2 separate regions of the Mus musculus genome follow, and region 1 is linked to region 2. The links are chromatin contacts, called in public Hi-C maps. All regions are on one chromosome and are shown on one strand. Each heading gives the region's core, a stretch centred on a gene start, on an enhancer-like site or on the middle of the called end of the contact. The rest is flanking DNA. Distances are from core to core; before and after follow the strand shown. Region 1 overlaps Pcbp3 (poly(rC) binding protein 3). Region 2 holds the start of Col6a2 (collagen, type VI, alpha 2).

Region 1 (4,319 bases), core at 710-3,209, 210 kb after region 2:
GCCAGAACTCCTCTAAGGAGTCAGCACGCATGATACTTAGGCCTGCAGGGCCCAGATGTGCAGCCCGGGGTGTGCATCTGCTCAGATGCTGCTGTGCTGCGGCTATGGGTGTGACGGAGTGGTCACTGTCTCAGCACAGACCTCATCTAAATCAGGATACAGGTCATAGGACCTCCGTGGGGGCCCTGGAAACATCAGGTGAAGGTAGCCTCCTGTTGCCCAGGGCTCAGGATGGTACCTGCAGCTACTGGCTCACATTCTTTGAGAAAATCTCTTGAAACACTGGGGTCCAAAGATGCGGGCAGGGCACTGGGCTGTGGCTGTAAGGTTGGCAGGCAAGAGCTAAAGCTGTTGCCAGTTACCATAACCTGGTGAAACAGGGTCTGGACCACCACCTTCCAGTTTGCAGAAAGTTAAAGCAGGCTTCCCCTTTGTTATGTGTGGCAAACAGAGCAGCTTCTAGGACAGGCAGGAGGGTGAATTTCACACTGCAAAGGCCTAGGGCATCTGAGCTGGCAGAGAGGGTCATCAGCAGGCACCAAAGCAACAAGAATTTTCTGGAGTTTCTTTTCGTACATGGGTTTTTAGTGAGGAAGCACTGTAAGACGCACATGTAGCTTCAGGTGGCCTGGCTGCTTACTATGAATGTCTAGCAAACTATCTGATGCTTTCAGCATGCCAGGTTTGACTGTATACTGCAAAAAGCCCAGAGATAATCTCAAGTGTGGAGGAAATGTGGACAGGCTGGTGAGAAAGGGGCTCACGGGGCGAGAGCTATGGTAGGAAGGTCATGGCTGGCCAGAAGCTGAGGTGGTAAATTAGGCACAACTCACAAGCTCTGAGCAAAGATATGTGTGGCCTTCTTTCTCCCTAGGAACCCCGAAATGTTTTCCATCTCAGAATAGAATATGAAGATCCACAACCTCATCCCATGTCCCCTTGCCCCAGAGTCTACCCACAGGCTGGAAGAAAAGGTGGGGCCAAATAAGCACAGGCAGCCATATTCCTTGGATCTGCCTACCACGCATGGCACATTTGGAATCAACACAACTTGGCCATACAGTCTAATGATGAAGCCCTTCCCATCCCAGTTCACGGAGGGGCTCTTCCATTATAAGGGAACCAGCAACCAGCTGGCTTTACCCACTACCTCTGGATTTTCCCAGCCATGCCTGGGTGGGAGTCTCAACAGGACGAGATGCTCAGGGAGTAGAAGTGCTTGTGTGGTTATGGGGGTACCTGCTGGCAGTAATGAGTCCTGAGGGGACTCAGAAAAGGGCAGCAAGCACAGGGCTGCAGACCCCAGCATGTGTGAGACCAGGGACCAATGATGAGCCTGGGCCATGTGGCCATGAGGGTCTTTGTGAGCCAGCCTTGGTAGGAGAATTTCAAGAGCTGCGTCCTATGAGCTATGAATAATGACTGGTCCTTTTACAACAGACGATGATTTCCAGCAGAAGCCATCCAAGGAACGAACTTTAACTGAGCAAACTTTCCTCTTGCTTACTCCAGGGACGAGGTCTAGCTTAGAGCGCAGCAAAGAGAGGAGGAAGCCTGTTCAGGGACACAACTAACGAAGCACACACTGAAGAAGCAATTCTACCTCAGAAACATGAAAAACTCAAGCCGGCAGAGATGTAGCTTCAGGCATGCTAGCTCTGACCATGAGCTGATGGATGAAATATACTAAGGGCTCTCTACACAGCTCACAGCCGTAGGCCCGATCTGTGCCCTGCACGTGAGGGTGCTAACCCCAGATGCAGCCCCAGCCTCCCCAAAGAAGGCTGGCTACTGTAGTCTGGGTGCTGTGGTCAGCAGGACTTCCATACTTAACAACTCCAGAAACACATGCTCATAACCCTTGCTGATGAAGCGCAAACTATAAAAATACCAGGAGTCATTGCGTATGTGGAATCAGTGCCACTAGGTGGCAGCAGAGCACCATGGCCTGCTCACGCACAGCAATCTCCCTTTCCTCAAAGTCAAAACTATGCCCTGGGCTTTGGCTACAGCCCAGCACTGAGCCCTCACAGCACCTGCCTCTATAATTCTAATGTGAACAGGAATCACCCACATTCCCATACTTTATCGCCCACAGCTATTTCTAGCTCCCAGGGCAGAAGTGAACCACGCTACAGAACTGAAACTGTTTCCTTCCAGGCTAGTCTAGAAAGTGTGTGCTGGCCTAATTCATCTCAACAAGGTGTCACAGTGTTTGCGTGACTTCAGTCAGTGCCCATGGCCTGTTACCACTTTCCCGGATCAATGACGCCTTTCTGTGACACCATTCACTTTCACTGTAGGCAGCACCAAGGCCCAGTCTTGCTATTTGGGTGGGGGTGGGGTTCCAAAGCATCAAAGACCGAAGTGGCAAAATGGAATGTGGAATAGTGGGTACAGTTTTCTGATAGTCAGCCCTGCCTGGGTCAGCAGGGTATGTTGTCCCTGTGGCCGTGGTACCCTCAAGGCTTAGACATTTATGACAATGACTGCTGGAAATGTATGGTTCAGGCTGTAGGTCCAAGATGCTTGCTGAGCAAAGCCCACAATTGAAAGGGGAACTGAGAGGGATTCTGGGTTCCATGGAAGAAGATCTTACAATGTGTAAGGAACATTCTCTCAGTCCTTGCCTAAAGGGGCCTAAAGCAGAAAGCAGAAAGCAGTCAATGTTGGTCTGCAGCGACTGCTAGACGCCCATTTCAGGGGACCTAAACACGATCATGAACCCCAACTGATGTGACCAGTGGAACTCTTGCCCCAGGCTGCTTCACAAGGCCATGGTGCTGTCATGTAACAGCTGGACATTTCCACCCACAAATAATCATAACACTGGGGTGGAGACACTTGCCAGGCACCAGAACCACGCACTTTGGTTTCTTCCTTGGTCTTGGACAGGAAAGGTCAGGTAGGATCTCTGAGGACCACACCCACTCCAGACAAATAGCCCCTGGAAGAACCGCAGCGTCAGCCTGCCGTTGGGGACTTAAAGTCACAGAGACAAGGGAACTTAACCCCTTGACAAGCCCACGCTATTTCTACTGTAAATGGATGGACAGGTCAATGACACACCCATCCACCCAGCCAACATCCAAGTGCCGGTGCCATTGGAAGCACTGAGCCAGATGCAGTCTCTGCTGTGTCAGTACGGGTGAGAAAGTGCATGCATGGGTCAGCCTCTTGGCCTCACCAGTGAACAACATCCAGAACAGTCTCTCTTCGTGGGAAAACTAACAAAATCATGGCCTCCCTCGGAGATAAGGGAGCCCTCCTTGCTGTCCCAGTACAGTGTTCAGGAAATATGATTGCTTTTGTTAATTTTGTTGTTGTTGTTTGTTTTTTGTTTTTTTTTTTTTTCCGAGACAGGGTTTCTCTGTGTAGCCCAGGCTGTCCTGGAACTCACTTTGTAGACCAGGCTGTCCTTGAACTCAGAAATCTGCCTGCCTCTGCCTCCCAAGTGCTGGGATTAATGGTGTGTACCACCACTGCCCAGCTGCTTTTGTTAATTTCTGATAGACTCCCCCGTCTCTTTTTCTCCTCCCTCCCTCCCTCCCTCCCTCCCTCCCTCCCTCCCTCCCTCCCTCCCTCCCTCCCTCTCTTCCTTTCTGAGACAGATTTTCTCTGTGTAGTTCTGGCTCCCCAGGAACTCGCTCTGTAGAGCAGGCTAGCTTCAAACTCAGAGATCCACCTGCCACTGCCTCCTGAGTGCTGAGATTAAAGTTGTGCGCCACCACCACTCGCTGTCTTTAACAGACTTTCAAAGATTAGTTTTGGCCTCACAAGAGACTGGTACCCATGTATCCTCTTATACACTCACAGCCCCTCCATTATCAACACCTCCCACCAGAGGACCCTTGCTATCACCAACTATGATATATCGTTCCCTTTGGAAATACATTCTCCATCAGGATTTATGCCTGTTGTATATTATTCAACTTCGGGAGAAGGTATAATGATGTGTACCCACGATTGCAGTACCACATAGACTAATTTCACGGCACTAAAAACATCTCCGTAATCTGCGCACGCATCCTTCCCAACCTCAACCTCTTGGCAATCACTCACATTTGTTCTGTGTCTGTAGCTGTGCTTTTTCTAAAACAGCACGCGGTTGGATCATACAGTTCTTGGCATATTCTTTCACTCGGTACTAAGTATGATTTCTTCATGTCTTTGAATGATTGGCAGCTCAGTTCTCTCTAACACTGAAAAACGAACCATATCGTCTGAATGTACCATAGTTCCCTATGGCTTCACTCATTGAATTCACTCTTGTTGCATTTACACTTTTGGCCGTTATGAGTGAGGCTGCTGCACATCCA
Region 2 (4,787 bases), core at 1,066-3,565:
CACACACACACACACCATGAAACCAACCAATTAGAAAATGACAAGCATTGGGGATATAAAGGAATTTGGGACCCTGAGTACAGCTGATGAGAATGTAAGCACATTGGTGTCAGAACCCTGGAGGTGTCTCCAAAGATTATAAACAGAACTGCCAAATAATATAACTCCTCCATTTCTGGGTACATCTTTATTTATTCAAAGAATATATATGCATATATATACACACATACACACATATATATGTATGTATACACACACACATATATATGTATGTATACACACACATATATATGTATATATGTATATATGTATATATGTGTGTGTGTGCGCACGCGCGCGCACACACACACACACACACACACACACCCCTTTCCCTCCTCTCCAGGGTCTCACCACATAGCTAAGTAGAACAAACCTCAAGCATTGCACACCACAATGGGTAGATTAGCAGAGAGCCAGAGAGTAGATGGCATGCGTTCTGTCCAGCTTCTCTGGTGGGTAACGGGCAATGAGTGGAACCTGGGCCCCTCAGAACAGAACTCCCCACTCCTTATGCCAGTTCCCTGCCGTGTGGACTAGGAAGCTGCCCCTTGTCTATCTGGCATTTGTGTCTTGGATCTCCAGTGGGCACTCATGGAGATGCTGCCCATAGTTTGGACCAGCCAGTACTGAGGGCAGAGGCTGGGTTCCTAGGTTTGCTCATGTGCAGTACCCCTAGGTTTGCTCATGTGCAGTGGGGGTTCTAGACTCTCAGATTTCATGAATGGACAAAAGAGACACAACGAGGCTGGCTGGATTCTGAGAGTCATATCAAAGAACCTCCGATGCCCGTAGCTTCCCATGCCCTGCCGAGAGACCTCCTTAGAGGCCTCTCTAAAGAAGAGCTCACTGGATTTGCTGGCAAATCACTGCTGGACAGGAAGGAACCCACCCTCCAGCACACAAACTGCCCAAGTGGCAGTAGTCTTGACTACTTCTTCCAAGGTCTGTGCTGGCTCCCCAACACCATTTCACTGGGAAACGCACTGTTCCCAAGACTGAAGCACAGCTTTCAGAATGGATGCTCTAAACCCCTATGTTCAACCCCTCCCAATTGGTATCACCTGTTCCCTGGGACCCTAGGTCCAAGCCCAGTCTCTGGCCCCACCTTTTCTCTCTAAGGGATCCCAGACACCTGTGTAACCTCCAGTTTCTGTGAGATGAAGCTGCAAATGCCCTGTTTCTTTTTTTCCTTTGCTATGTGTGTGCTAGCCTCAAGAGCCAGAACTATTTAACTGGGGGAAGGGGAGGAACCCAGCAACTTAATCTGGACCTTAAATGTTCCTTGTTGGTACCTTGTCCCTCTATGGCACTTGGCTCCATGTCCTCAGATGAGTATGGAGATACCCCCAGAATACCCAGGCTTCACGAGGGGGCTGTGTTGCTGTCTATAGGAGAGGTGTCTCTGAGGTTGCCCACTGGAGTCCCCAAGGGACTGGAGTGCCCAAGGGAGTCTCAGGGCTAGGATAGAGCCAAGAGTGACAGACTTTATTATTCCTGGGTCCACCCTCATCTTTATGATTCCTGCCTGGTCTCTCCTTAAGCACAGTGGGAGTACCTCGAGATGGCGAGGTGTCCCCTTGAGAGCACCTGGCTAGCCCACTGCTGGGACCTGAGACTCCCTTCTCTGCCTCCCGCAGAGTACCCTTGAAGTCCATCTGAGGAACTAGTTCAAGTGGCTCTGTTACCTTCCTTCCCCATGAAGACTACCCTTCTTCCTTAGGGCCTACGGAGAGGCTAACAACGGACTGTGTGCAGGTTCAAGTCACAGCGTATTTTCCCATTGAGGCAATTTAGGTTCCTTAACCCTTGGGAGACAACTCAGACCTGCTAGCAATGGCCATGGGTCTGACCAGATGTGAGACACTCTGAGGACTGGGGAAGGAGCAGGGATCTGGTCTGTCAGTGGTGAGCAGAAAGCTGTGGAGTCTAGAATAAGAAGCCTGCACCCCAACCAGGCTCTGTCGAACAGAGGCCTAGGGGCCACCTGGAGACTAGAACCTGGGGCAGGACCTTCGGTTTGGGTAGAACTGTGCTCACCTTAGACCCCTGAGGTGCAGCCCCCGAATCCTGTTCCCCCTTTTCCCGCGTGTCCCAGCTGGACACCATGCGAAGAAGCTTACCTGGCTTGGAGAAGATGCCTGGGTACTTCCCGAGGACAGCCCGGGTCCTGACGGCCCGAGGTGCGGGCGCCGAGTGGGTAGGAGGGAGGGGACCCAGGCGCGGCCCGGGACTGAACGGGAGGGGACCAAGCCAGGGGCCTCCCACTTTAACTCTGTCCCGGGCGGGCGGATGCCTGGAAAACTCGACCGCTGGGGGGCGCTGCGGCCCCGCGGATGGGCGGGGTCAGCGGGTGGGGCTGCTGGACGGACTAAGATGAAGCTGGGGAATGAGCTGGGGGAGGGGAGGAAAGGAAGGCGAGGGGAGGGAGTGGCCAGGACACGCAGCAGGGTTGGAGCTGGACCATCTCTGTGCTGTAGTGCCTGGTGACTTTTTTATTTTTCCTTGCAAGCCTCTGGACTCCTAGGTCTCCCAGACCTTTGCTCAAGCTCCCTCCTCCTCTACGTAAAGGAAGGAGCCCCCCCCCCCCCCCCCCGTAGAAGCTATTCTTATCCTGTTGGGCCAGGGCTCCCTCCCCCGCTCCCCCCACCCCCAGTATTCTGACTGAAGTTGGGCGGGATGTGGGGTTGAACTTCAAAGTGCAGTGAAGGGATGCAAAGAACGTATGTCTTTGGGGTTCAGCGGGCCCTGAATTGGTATTGAGGCTCCTGGAAGTTGATAGGGCCCTGAAGAGGCAAGAGGACCAGGCATAGATGTAGGAGCCCTGGCATTGGTATATAACCCTTTCCTCCAAGAATCCCAGAGGTCGGCTTTGAGTGGGGTCTGCTCACATCGCTGGCAGGGTGCATAAGCTATGGCTAGGGCCTTAACTTTCTAGCCTGGAGTAGGACTGGCTCTGAGAAGTACAGGCAGGGATAGGGAAGGGGCTCAATTCGGGGCAGTTCTCAAGGGTGCAGGGTAGTGGGGGTGATGAGGCTTGTTTCTCATACAGCTGAGTAAATCTCTGATCTAGCCCCTGACTTCCAGTCCCACTCTGTGTTCTCCCCCTACCCCCTCCTGTCCAGGGAGGAACTACTTTTGGTAAGCCCATATTGCTGGAGGTCCTTGTCTTTAGGACCTTCCTGCCTCTGCCCATTGAAGCTTTGTCATCTCTTTCTTCTGATGTCTCACACCTGAGAAGTTGGCTCAAGGCACCTTCCACAGTGTCTTGGATCCTTGTGCCTAAGTAGTAATGGAGGACCAGTGTTTCTTCTAAGGAATAGGAAAATGCCATTAAGGTGACCTCTTGGGAGCTGAAAGCTGTCCCTACAGGTCCCAGCCTGAGAGATATCAGCCTGTACCACTTACCACTTGCAGTCCCTAGGACCTGGAGCCCTGACCTGACTATTAGCAATGCAGCATCAGTACCAGCCTTTCATGGGCAGTGCCAGCTATTGCTGTGTGCCGTGCTCTGTGCTGGAGGTCTTTTGAGAGGGTAGGGAGGGACTAGAGCCAGAGGTGTAAGTATGCATGAGTGTCTTATGTATGGTATTTGCATCTCTCTCTCTCTCCCTCCCCCTCTCTTTGTCTCTCTATCTCTCTCTGTTTCTCCCTCTGTTTCTCCTTCTCTGTATCTTTCTCATCTCTCTGTCTCTATCTCTTTGTTTCTGCATCTCTCTGTCTCTCTATCTCTATGCCTCTCTCTATCACTGACTCTGTCTTTTTCTCTCCGTTTCTTTGTCTCTCTGTCTCTATCTCTGTCTGTCTGTCTGTCTGTCTGTCTGTCTGTCTCTGTCTCTGTGTGTGTGTGTGTGTGTGTTTGTGTGTGTGTGCGCGCGCTCCTGAAAGAGAGCATCTGTCTGTGTCACGGTGTGTCTGTGTGTGACAGCTGCATTGGTGCCCATGAGCAAGAGGCTCAGGCTTGTGCTCCAGCCATGGAAGACCGCAGCTGACCTGGCCATGCCTCAGCTTTTGTATTCTTCCTGTCTTGGCTGCTCTCCAGCAAAAGGACGCTGACAGATCCCAAGATCTGAATCTTTCGAGGGATTAGTTCTCCAAGACAATTTAGGAGTGACAAGGCTGAAGTTTCCCCACCAGCTCCTCACAGGGGTTTGTCTCACCAGAGGCTCCAATACCTGTGGCTACCAGCTCTGTGTCTTCCCAAGCATTGCCAAGTCAGTTGCATCTGATCCCTGCTTCTCAGAGGATTTCCATTAGCATCCAGAAGGGCCGCAGGGGTGGAGAAAGGGGCAACAAAGTAACCATTCACTGGCAGAAGACAACGAGAGGACGCTGCCTTGATTGGGGGATATTGTCTGTAGTACAAGAGAGTAAACTGTTGCAGGTTTTACCCTGGGCTAGACCAGGGAACACCTCAATGTGGCAGAACGGGAATCTGAAGGATGTGGAGGACAATGGGGTGGGATGGTTACTCCTGAGATGCTTTGATGTCCTGTAGAGGGACAGCTGGAGACCAAGACGCTTAGCCATCAGCGAAGGGCTCCTTCTGATACCAGAGGGCCTCTTAGTGTCTCTCTAATAGCTAAAGGAAATCGTGCCTTGTTCTGAGATGACAGGGAGGCCCACTTGGCTCCAGGCACATTTGAGAGACACCTGGGTTGGACATCCATGGAAACTGCATATGTGGCCTTGTGTACCCCTGGCTCTTGAGGCCCGCAGACAGGGTGATCTTTTCTAAGTCAGCCATT

Evidence for each region. A called contact is a pair of places that touch in the nucleus more often than the background predicts.
Region 1: a Hi-C map of cerebellum shows a contact between it and region 2, with 2.0 times the contacts expected there. The contact joins the enhancer-like site here to the promoter of Col6a2 in region 2. A contact is called at or near these places in 5 of 484 Hi-C or Micro-C datasets (the HL-1 cell line, adipose-derived mesenchymal stem cells, cerebellar granule neurons and 2 more).

Annotation. Positions count from the first base shown.
Region 1 is chr10:76,833,947-76,838,265 of GRCm38.p6, forward strand. The region is part of intron 2 of Pcbp3 (poly(rC) binding protein 3); the gene reads right to left. Among named protein-coding and RNA genes, the nearest start is that of Col6a1, 110 kb to the left of the region's middle. Within about 2 kb of position 1,960, at least 20 of the 459 cell types and tissues checked have an H3K27ac peak or open chromatin away from gene starts, as enhancers often do. A contact at or near this core is called in cerebellum, where this site is marked.
Region 2 is chr10:76,621,089-76,625,875 of GRCm38.p6, forward strand. Col6a2 (collagen, type VI, alpha 2) reads right to left here and starts at 2,316. Exons shown (of 28, transcript NM_146007.2): 1 at 2,163-2,316.